Regions from separate parts of the Mus musculus genome. Here region 2 is linked to region 1. Evidence: chromatin contacts called from public Hi-C data. All regions are on one chromosome and are shown on one strand. Each heading gives the region's core, a stretch centred on a gene start, on an enhancer-like site or on the middle of the called end of the contact. The rest is flanking DNA. Distances are from core to core; before and after follow the strand shown.

What was found. A called contact is a pair of places that touch in the nucleus more often than the background predicts.
Region 2: a Hi-C map of cerebral cortex shows a contact between it and region 1, with 2.8 times the contacts expected there. The contact joins two enhancer-like sites. A contact is called at or near these places in 4 of 484 Hi-C or Micro-C datasets (cerebellar granule neurons, cerebral cortex, nephron progenitors and 1 more).

Annotation. Positions count from the first base shown.
Region 1 is chr7:66,865,282-66,870,344 of GRCm38.p6, reverse strand. All of the region lies in intron 3 of Adamts17 (a disintegrin-like and metallopeptidase (reprolysin type) with thrombospondin type 1 motif, 17), which reads right to left. Among named protein-coding and RNA genes, the nearest start is that of Gm33627, 28 kb to the right of the region's middle. Within about 2 kb of position 1,939, at least 54 of the 459 cell types and tissues checked have an H3K27ac peak or open chromatin away from gene starts, as enhancers often do. A contact at or near this core is called in cerebral cortex, where this site is marked.
Region 2 is chr7:67,062,221-67,067,283 of GRCm38.p6, reverse strand. The region is part of intron 16 of Adamts17 (a disintegrin-like and metallopeptidase (reprolysin type) with thrombospondin type 1 motif, 17); the gene reads right to left. Among named protein-coding and RNA genes, the nearest start is that of 1700112J16Rik, 160 kb to the left of the region's middle. Within about 2 kb of position 2,428, at least 17 of the 459 cell types and tissues checked have an H3K27ac peak or open chromatin away from gene starts, as enhancers often do. A contact at or near this core is called in cerebral cortex, where this site is marked.

The DNA of each region.
Region 1 (5,063 bases), core at 690-3,189:
GCTCCAGCCAGACACGCAAAACATCCAGTTGCCCTACAACAGACATCCCTGAACAACCTTGTTTACTGTGGCACTATTCAACACACCCAAGATGTGGTATTGTGTGTGTGGCCTGGGTCTGGTGCCCACCAGTGCATGAACAGAGCAAGAAAATGAGGTTCTCACATACAATGGGGCATTAGTCAGCCATAAAGAACAACATCATGCCATTTTCAGGCAAACAGATGAGACCAGAGATTATCATGCTAAGTGAGATAAGCCAGATCAGAAGGATAAATACTGAATTTTTTTTCTTGTATGTGAAATCCTGGGGTGATGGGGATAACATGATAGGGGGATTATTAGAAGTATATTGGGGAGAAGTTGGAGGGATGAAAGAAGAAAGAAAGAAGAAAACGGAGGGATGATATCTACAAAATGCATTCTACACACACGTGTGATGTCATTATGAAACCCTTTGCACAGCCAGTGGATACGTGCTAATAATGCCCACAGAGCAGCCCTGTCCTCACCTTGGTCAAAGACCTTTCTGCAGTGGGCAGCAGTTCATATGGCAGAGACTGGTCACTTATCAGTCTGATGAAAACAAGTGGCTGCTGAGTGCCAGCCCTAGGGTGGGTAGGACACGGCCATTGCACTCATGAGTTAACAACTGAGCTGGCTTGCACACAAGCAGGCCCACCAGCATTGCCTCGTGGATGAAGGAAAAGCTAGTGAGGGCCCGCCTCCTGGCTGATAAGCAGTTAATAGAAGCTGGGGATAGGAGAGACATTTTATTTCCTTCAGTGGTGTGGTCATGTCTATGTGGCTCACACTCCAGTAACTACCACCCACCATGCTCACGCAAACACCCTCAATGATCTCAGTGGATCCTTTTCTAAAAGATATGAAAGAAGGAGAAGAATTTGCTGGGAGGCAGAGGAGGAGGAGGAGGAGAAAAGGAGGAAGCAGGGGTTCAGAGAGAATGGAAGGGAGACAAGAGAGCCATGGAGTGATGATCAAAACATTCCATACACATGAAACTGTCGAAAAATAAAATTTAAAAATGTACATGAGGTTGTGCCTATATGCTAGCAATATATACTAGTATATATTTGTATATTACTAGTCTAGTATACTAGTAATAAAGAGAGGGGTGTTATGATTGCATGTTTGTGTACATGCATACACACACACACATGACATGAATGACAGCAGTGTTAAGATAGGAGAAACAAGAAAGACAGAGGGGAGATGATTCCCTGACAAGAGACAGTGAAGCCCCAAGGACAAGCAAACACAGTGGCTAGGCTGTCGGCTCACTGCTGGAACACACAGGTTTATACTGAAGGAGGCAGTTTGTCAAACAGAGGCAGACCAACCAGGCCCATGACAGGACAGCCGGGCCCTGGTGTGCCATGAACACTCAACTCCAACAGGATGATTAACTGTGTCGCAGAAAAGAAACCAATGGGCCAAACGTGACTCAGATGACACCCTGGAGGGCAGAGCAGGCCCACAGCCCTGTTGACTATCATCCCCAAACACAGAGTCTCCTTCACCATAGTGAAGTCAGCCTTCATGGTGGGTCAACAGTTTGCATTTTAGGGATAAGTTGTAGTTCTATAAACCACGAAGGCCCAGAAGACACACCCTAACAGGGTGCTGACAGGACCCCGTTTCATAAGTCCCATCTCTAAGTGATGGCTATTTCCTTAGAAAGGAGGATCCATCCTCTAAGTGCAGCCAAGACAGGAGGTGCCCCCCAAGGCAGATGCAGAAGAGCCCTGTGTCCCTTTACAGTTGGGTCTGGGATCTGGCCACCCCTCGGCCAAAGCCGGCCACCAATGATGCCTGGCATTTTCTGCTCCAGCGGACGGGAACACACGGCTTTATTGGGTTTCCCCTATGTCTCATTCTCTAACTCTGCTCAGACCCAGTGACAGGGATTTGATCTATGGCTCACTCATGGGTTGAGGAAGGCAGGGCTCCTTCAGCCCGGAGGCAGTTTGTGCAACCCCACCAGAGTTCCAGCCAGTGAATTCCCTGTCTGGTTGTGCACAAGAAATTGCCCGTTGCTTAGGAAGAAGGCTGTGCAAAATGAGCCCACTTCATCTGCGGCTGGAAATCGCCCAACAAAACTGGGCAGCAGCTGTCCCGATGAGACTTTTTTTTTTTTTTCTGGGATTTTCCATGAGAAATTAGTGTACTGAAAAAGCTAGACTTCTTTGCAGAAGGGGGAGGGATATGCAACCTAAAGCCACTTTTTTTTAAGTCCATTACTCTTGCCCCTGCCTCGGGTGGACTTTCTGGCTTGAGGCCTCCTGCTGGGAGGGAAGCCCTGCTACACTCCTTTGCTTGGTCACACATTCTCTCTTCTGCTCTTGTCTGTTCTCTCCCTCGGAGGGAACATGAATGCTGCTGATTCAAAAATCAGACACTTCAAGGAGAGCTGGTAGGAACTTTGCCCACCCCCCACTGCTGTCTGGAACACCAAACGAGTACGTAGGCCATACATGTACCAGCCTCCTGGACCAGGCATTCTGAGGGGCCACAACCCTCCTCCAGTCTCACAGAGGACCAGCTGCCAGAAGTGTCTGAGCCACCTGGACAGCTCCGGCCAGTGCTCACTTTAAATAATAAACCATGCATTTTTTTGATCCGTCTGCAGCGCCAGGCAGATTTTCCTATTTAAGCTGGAGGCCTTCTCTGCTTTGAGTTACTAAAGTGGGATGGGTGTGAGTTGCATAAGAGCCCAGAGGAGAACCGGGGAGAGATGGCATAGCTGCTTGCCCAGCTCCTCTGTTTGGCAGAATGGTGTGTGGGAAAAAAGGGTTCAGGGGCAGCCATAAAAAATGGCATGGTGCTCTGTCTCATTGTCTCCGTGTTGATATTTCAGCCTCTCTCTCAAGACAGAGTATTAGCAATGTCCGAGACGGAAGCATTATGCTTGTCCCCCGGTGGTATCGTCGTGTTCTGGGCGGAAACACGCTGAACAGATATGAAAGGAGAAGTTACTTTGTGCTGGCAGGAAGGTGGGAGTAACAAACGAATGCCTTTCTGGGTTGCATGAGGCTTTCTAAAGTTGCCTATGTCCTAATGTCCAAAACTCATGGAACTAGTATCTTGCGTGGGGACAGGGACTCGGCAGATGTCATTTTAGAACCCTGAGGCAGGTGGAAGGGCATTCAGTTACAGAAGAGAGCCAGCAGAGGGACGCAGCGTGAGAAATGTCACTGGTTGTGGAGCTGGAGGAAGCAGAGAGGGACTGTGAGCCAAGGATTGTGGTAGCTGGATGAGGTGAGGGAACAGATTCCGTTCGTTCACAGAGCATCCAGCATCTTGCTGACATCCAGTGCAAATGATTTTAGACTTCTGACCTCCCAGACTGGAAGAGAACTGTCTGTGTTATTTTAGGCGACTGAGTCTGTGGTATAGCAGCCATAGGAAAGTGATGCCTGAGTGGCTGAGTGTGGCCCCCAAGCCAGCGTGTCCTGGACACAGCTGAGATGATGAACAGCAGACAACGAAGTCCGATGCTCAGGAGACAGACAAAGCATCCAGGCTTTCCAGAACACCAAGGAAGGCTGTCAGGGTGGACCTGCTAGATAAGCAAGCAGTACCTCACTTGGGCCGCCAAACCCAAGAGCAGTACAAAGATGGACCAAAAAGGTCTCTCCCTGGCTAAAAGGTCTGCCTTGAACATACGAAGACCGTGTGACCAGAACGTCTTCAACCTTGTTTGAATCTCATTAAAGCAAGAATGACTTCCTAATACATCAAGTACAAGAGGAACTTTATGCACCTCTCTGGGAAAGGTTGGGTGACGATGTAAGGATGTAAGGAAAACATCACATAGTAGAAGTGTTTCCATGGAAACACAAAGGTAAGCAGGTCGGCTTTAATGAAAGGAGGAAAGTTCAAAGGAATCCCAGTCACAAAGAGTGCCATGTTGGGATGGCTCCGGGAGGGACTGGACCAAACCAACCTTTGCAGACCAGACGGCTTGTGTGATTCATAAACTGTCCCAGAACACTGAAGAAAAGTCCACATTTTTATAGAGCCAGTGTCATGTCAATGTCCAAAGTGAGACAGACAGACAGACAGACAGACACACACACACATTCACAGATACATAGATATACACAGTCACAGATAAACACACTTTCACAGACACATACATACATCTAAATTATGGATGTAGAATATTCAGGTAAAACTCTGGCAAGCAAAAATCTACCATCAGTTGAAGGAAATAATAAACTAAACCCAGTGGGATCTTTTTTTCCCAGGACTTTCAGGTTGGTATATTAGGAAACCATTGACATAATAGACCACATTAATACATCTAAGGGGAAAACCATATGCATGTCTACATAATGCTCTAAAAGCCATCGGAAAATACAATAGCCATGTCTAATTTCTAACAATTACACGCTCACTGGCCAAGTCTGAGGTAGTTTGAGCATCACAGTAAATACATATAAGTGAGGATTTGTGGAATAAAAGGAGTCAACAAGTCCACACAAATGTAAATCCCTAAGTCATGGAGGAGAGAAAGAAGCCCTCCTTACAGGAGGACAACAGCTGAAAGAGTGGGAGAGGAGCTGGGCCTCTGAGAGTCAGCGTTTCAAAGCTTCACGGGAACACAGGGAAGACCAGAGAGACGACAATGCTGGTGTGAGGGAGAGCTGGAGCAGAATCCGATACCTGTGATATCTATATCATCTCGAAATTCCTCCAAGCTCCTGGAAAACTGCATATGGAAAGACTGAAACTTGACCTGTGTTAACCTCGAAACTCAAACTTCACCCAGCACTGAATGTAGTCAGACTGCCAGTGCCTACAGTAAGACCCACCCAGGAGAACACAGAATCTTTCCCATAACTCTTGCCAATACAATTATGATGAAACACCAGACAAAAGTAAACCTGCAGATATCCTTGTGTTGGCTAGTCTTATGCCACTTGACATAGTATAGAGTTATCTGAAAGGAGGGAACATCAATTGAGAAAAATGTCTCTGTAAGACTGGGCTGCAGGCAGGCCTGTTGAGCATTTTCTTAATTAGTGAATGATACGGTT
Region 2 (5,063 bases), core at 1,179-3,678, 200 kb before region 1:
ACCCAGAGCCACGCCTGGGCCCCTGCTGGAACCCATGTGCCACACTCAGATGAGAGAATCTGGGTGGCAGTTTTCCCTTCTCCTCAGGAACTCCCATTCACTCTGCATTCACTCACCAGCCTCCCTTCCCAGCTCAAGGCGAGGGCTGGGAGTCAGAGGTCAGGGCCTTGGCCTTTCTTGCAAGGTGGCCATCTTGACTGCCTAGTATACTTGCTGTTTATCCTGATTCTTCATCTTCAAGGAGTGTCCCCCCATCTCCCAGTCTCCTGAGCTTCCCTCGAGAGTATATTTCCCCTCTAGTCATATGGGACTATGTCCAGTTCTGGGCTTTGGTTGCCTTTCACCTCAGAGAGAAGTGCCTTTCTTCCTAGGTGTTGTCCAAAGACGTAAACCTGATCTGTCACCACATGGAAAAGAGCCTCCGAGAGTGTTTCCTGCCACATCATTCGAGACTCCTAAATTCAGCAGGACCTGAAGTTGAAGCCCAAAAGCCCAGTGACTAAGGACTGGATTTATTGTCACTGAGTCTTTAGGAGGCCAGCTTGTAGAAACACTAGTCATGGCAAGGACAGGGCAGATGGAGGAAGAAAACTGCTCTTATGAGTTCCTCGGGGTCACCTGAGTTCTTCAGCAACAGGAGCTCCATAGCGCTGACATGCAACGGGCCTGGTGTACACTCCCAGGCTGCTTTTCCCATCCTGCTTTGCTCCAACAACCCCCTGCACAGGTGGCTCTCACTCATCAGTGTTGTGTGTACCTGCCTCTGGCCCCTTTTCTAAGATGCTTTGAGTGACTTATAAATTACGATCTCAAAATCACCCTGGCCCACACCCATAGGCCAACATCTGGGAGGTGAGGTCTGAGAAAGTACATCTAGAGAAGAGAAAAGCCAAGCTTAGGGTTGGGGGATCGTTACTATCGTCAGCTGCTCCATCCCAGGGGAGCCAGGGTAGAAGCGGCAGCTGTAGTGGTCAGGATGGCGGTGGAGGCCTGGCTGCTGAGCCCCTCTGCTCATCTGAGCAGGGTCCTCAGGATAGTAGTGCACACACACGCGCGCGCGTGTATGTATATATACATACATACATACATACATACATACATATATATATATATATATATATATGCCATGATTTCTCAGTTCAGGAAGAATTTGAAGCAAGAGCTTCCTGAGGTGTGGGCATGGCTTTTAACGTTTCTTACTTGGGTGGGAGTTACCTAGCAGGACACAAAATTTCTAAGTTTCCATATTCCATGTAGAAAATGAACAAGCAGAATTTAGCACTTGACATTCCTTTCCAAAGGGCGAGAGGTCAGTGTTGGGTCAGTGTTAGGACATCAAGGTCATTTCTGACAGTGAACAGGTAGCTTCCTGGTGGAGCCTAGTGATTCAGTGACTTCACGGGGTTGTCACTCTTGTCCCCTTAGGTTGACTTGACTCCTGACTTCTGGGAGTGGGTCCAAGCAGGGTTTGTGGTAGCTCCTCTGTGAGGGAGTGTGTCCTGAGGCCGATGTATGTGACATGCCCATATTCTTAATGAAGCTGCTGTCCGCTCAGCTCTCAGGCATCCAACCCTCTTAGTCTGTAAGCATGTCAAGACCAACCAGTCTGCAGGTAACACTAGGATTTGGGGACTCAGAGAAGACTCAGCAACATCATCCAAAGGATCCCACATACTTTGATTTACAGGCAAGTAACAGTTCGAAGCAGAGAGGACGGGATTCTGCCAGTGGTTTGAGTCCTTCTGCAGGGTCTAATGTGCTGGTTTGTGGAGGAGATTTCTCAAGCTGCGTCTGCCTGCGCCAGAGGCTGCATGTTTTAAACCAGGATCCAGAGGGGTGGGGGTTGGAGGGGAAAGCATGCTTTGTGGATTTTACTTACATGCTTTCAATAGTTGAATAGTTGGGACTGACTTTTTTGCAGGGTACCACAGGAACAAAGAATTTGATCACTGTGACAGGACAAGATCTCTGCATAGCCCACAGCATAATGCCACATGCTGAACAGCCAACCATTCTCAGCTCGGGCCCTTTTCTAGGTGGATGTTTGCCCACCATTTTGGGACTTATAGGTACTCTCGGAGAAGATAGCAAGTGGGTGTTCCACAGAGCAAGAAGGGGCACTCCTTGTCAGCAGTGGCCGTGCAAGGGCAGGCTCTCCCTCCCTGCCTACTTGTTCTCTGCTGGCTCAGAGGGGCGCAGAAAGCCAGAGGGTTCATTTCGGTTCTTCCCCATCAGGAGTCAACTGGAAGACTTGACCCACAGTCAACCCACTTCTATTCCTGGCACTGTGTCAGATTCTTTTTTCTTTCTTTTTTTTTAATTTTTTTTTTTTTTTATTTCCACTAGGAGTTCAGCCAGCTCTGTTCTTAGCCATGGATACAAACTGGAGGCATTTCCTGTTCCAGGTGGTTTTGAGCAGAAAGCCAGCCAGCGTGGGCTGAAGGTAGGCGGGGGTGAAATTCTTCAGGAACTGCTCCCAGCGAATGTGAGAGTAATTCAGAATGAAACTGGGTTGACTTTCCAAGCACCCAGCCCTGAGTGGAAACACGGCCTGCTGGAGCTGACTCTAGAAACATAGCCAGGGAGCGTGGACCACCTTCAGGCTTGCTCCTGTCTGTGTGCCAGGGCTGGAATGACTGGGTTATGAATTTGGGGTAAGATAAGGGGACCAAAGCTGGTTCCAAGCTCCCACGGAGGCATGGCACTGCTCCTGGGGAGCTAAGTCATTCAGGCATTTAAGCCAATCCTCTTGGGATACAGACTGGCAGTCACACACAATGAAATGTCATCTCCATCAGTCGACCGATGGTCCTGATTAGACTCCACTGGAGATTCTGAGAGGCTCCAGACTGAAATGGATTCAGGTGGAGTGCAGAGCTGGGCATGAAAGGAAGCCCCCCTGGGGCTTTTGCTTGCTATCTGCAAATCCAGCAGAGTGATGCTCTGTGGCGGACTGGGGTGTTCAGGTCTCTAAAGCGCTGCACTGCCCAGTGACTGGGAACCACAAATGTGGATGTTACTACTTCCCTTTGTACATGGGGCCTCTAGGCCTCCACGGTAGAGCTGTCAGGGCCAACTGTGACAGCAAGCCATCATGTGGGTCTCATTGACGAGTTCCTTTATATCCTAGGATTTGTTAACTCTGGCTCCATCCTCTGCCATGCTTACACTCCGCAGAAGAGCAGAAATGGAGGTGGCTTCATTACTTCTCCCAGACTCATGGAGATGGGTCAGGGAAGATGGCTGTTGGGGCATCTTGGGAATCCAAGGATGGACTTTGCTGCTTTATGGAAGAACTGGCATGGTGCACTTAGAGCTTGGTGAGCTCTTAGACTACTGGGCTCATCATTTTGTGAGGTGATGGTGAAAGCTGACTTTGATCTCTTGTGGAGTCTCAATGCTGTGCCCTTGGGAAAGAAACATGCTTCCCCGGCAGAAGGATTCATTCTCAGAGCATCAGCCAGGGAAGGTAAATTTGCAGGTGACACTAAGAGACAAGACTAATGATGTCAACACTGCAGACGTTGACTCATTTTCTCATGTAAGTGGAAAGGGGCAGGATCTCTGGGAATTTAGCAGAGGACTGCCACTCTGAGAAAGTTGCCCCAAGCAGTATAAGGCTTGTTTTAGGCAGCATTCATAAACACTGTTCTATGTGGTGGTCCAGCTTGGTAGGCTGGGCTGGGACACCCTTGCCTCTTTCAGGGACAGATGGGCAGTATACCTGGGAATGTCTTCTCCATGGAAAGGACAGCACTGCTACCGAAGGCTCTATAATAGCACCATCGTCATCATCTTAGGCTCTATGTAATGGTGCTGTGGTCTTGATTAACATGCACCTGCTAGAGATGAGTTTTGTGCCTGTTTCAGCAGAGCTAAGTCAAGCTGTGACCATTTCTAAGAATGGCATGGATACTTTTGTGTAACCTAAAATGGTAGGAACATGGTCAAAGACACAATTTCTTTTTTTCTGTCAGTGTTGAAAGTTCAAATAAAAAGGTTTCGTGGGTGATTCTGGTTCACCCTGAACACTTGGCAATTATGCCTCTCCCCCACTCCCTGGACACCTCATGACAGAGGCTGAGATAGGGGCCCCTGAAGAGATCAGCCATGTCTAGCTTAACCTGAACAAGGACCATGGGATTCTGGCTTACCAAAGGATATGGGTAACAACATCTCTGTCCCACTGAACCAAGAAAAGAGCAGCCCTTGAAACTGAAATGAGTGTTCTCCTCCTGAAGCCTGCGGAAACAATACTCAGGAGTTCAGTGCAGTGCTCCTACTTCCTGATGCTCAAGGACCAGGCTGATCTTTGCTGGGTGGTTAACAGCAAGACTGGAATCATTCACTCAGAGGACCTCCTTTAGCTAGGAGGAGTTTCAGTGAATATGTCCCTCTACAGAGGGCAAAGAGCACCAGTCAGGATCCAATTCAACCCTTTAGAGCTATGTAAGTGTTTGTGCTTGAAGTCAGCTCGCCAGTCACTATGAAGTTAGGTCCCCAGGGCTTGGCTAGGGCCAGTGCTGTTCTGTGTCCCACTCAGCTTAGGACCACTGTTCTCTCTGCAGCAAGAAACATGTCCAGCGCCCTTGGCAGCCTGCAGGGGCTCACTGAAGGGTGGCCTATGGGTCTCTGCTGCCTGGGATAACTGCCTGGGTTCTGCAGGAGGGACACATCCCCAGTGTCTCATGGATTTGTCCACATTTTTATTTTCCATCCTGTCCAAAAGTGATGATTCTAACTGGATTCTCCCCCATAACATAGCTTGGATCTTCCTGTGAAAAGTGCTGTCTGGTCCATTTTGGGTACATATGATTTTCTAATGAACGTGCAGTTATAACACCAGGGTTATACCTGGGAGACGGTATATAGGGAGTACAGGTATACACACACACACACACACACACACACACACACACATATATATATATATACACATACACATATATATATATATATATATGCACTCCATATATATATGTATGTATATGTATGTGTATGTATACACACACACACACACACACACACACACATATATAAAACTGGAAGAAAGATTTAATGTC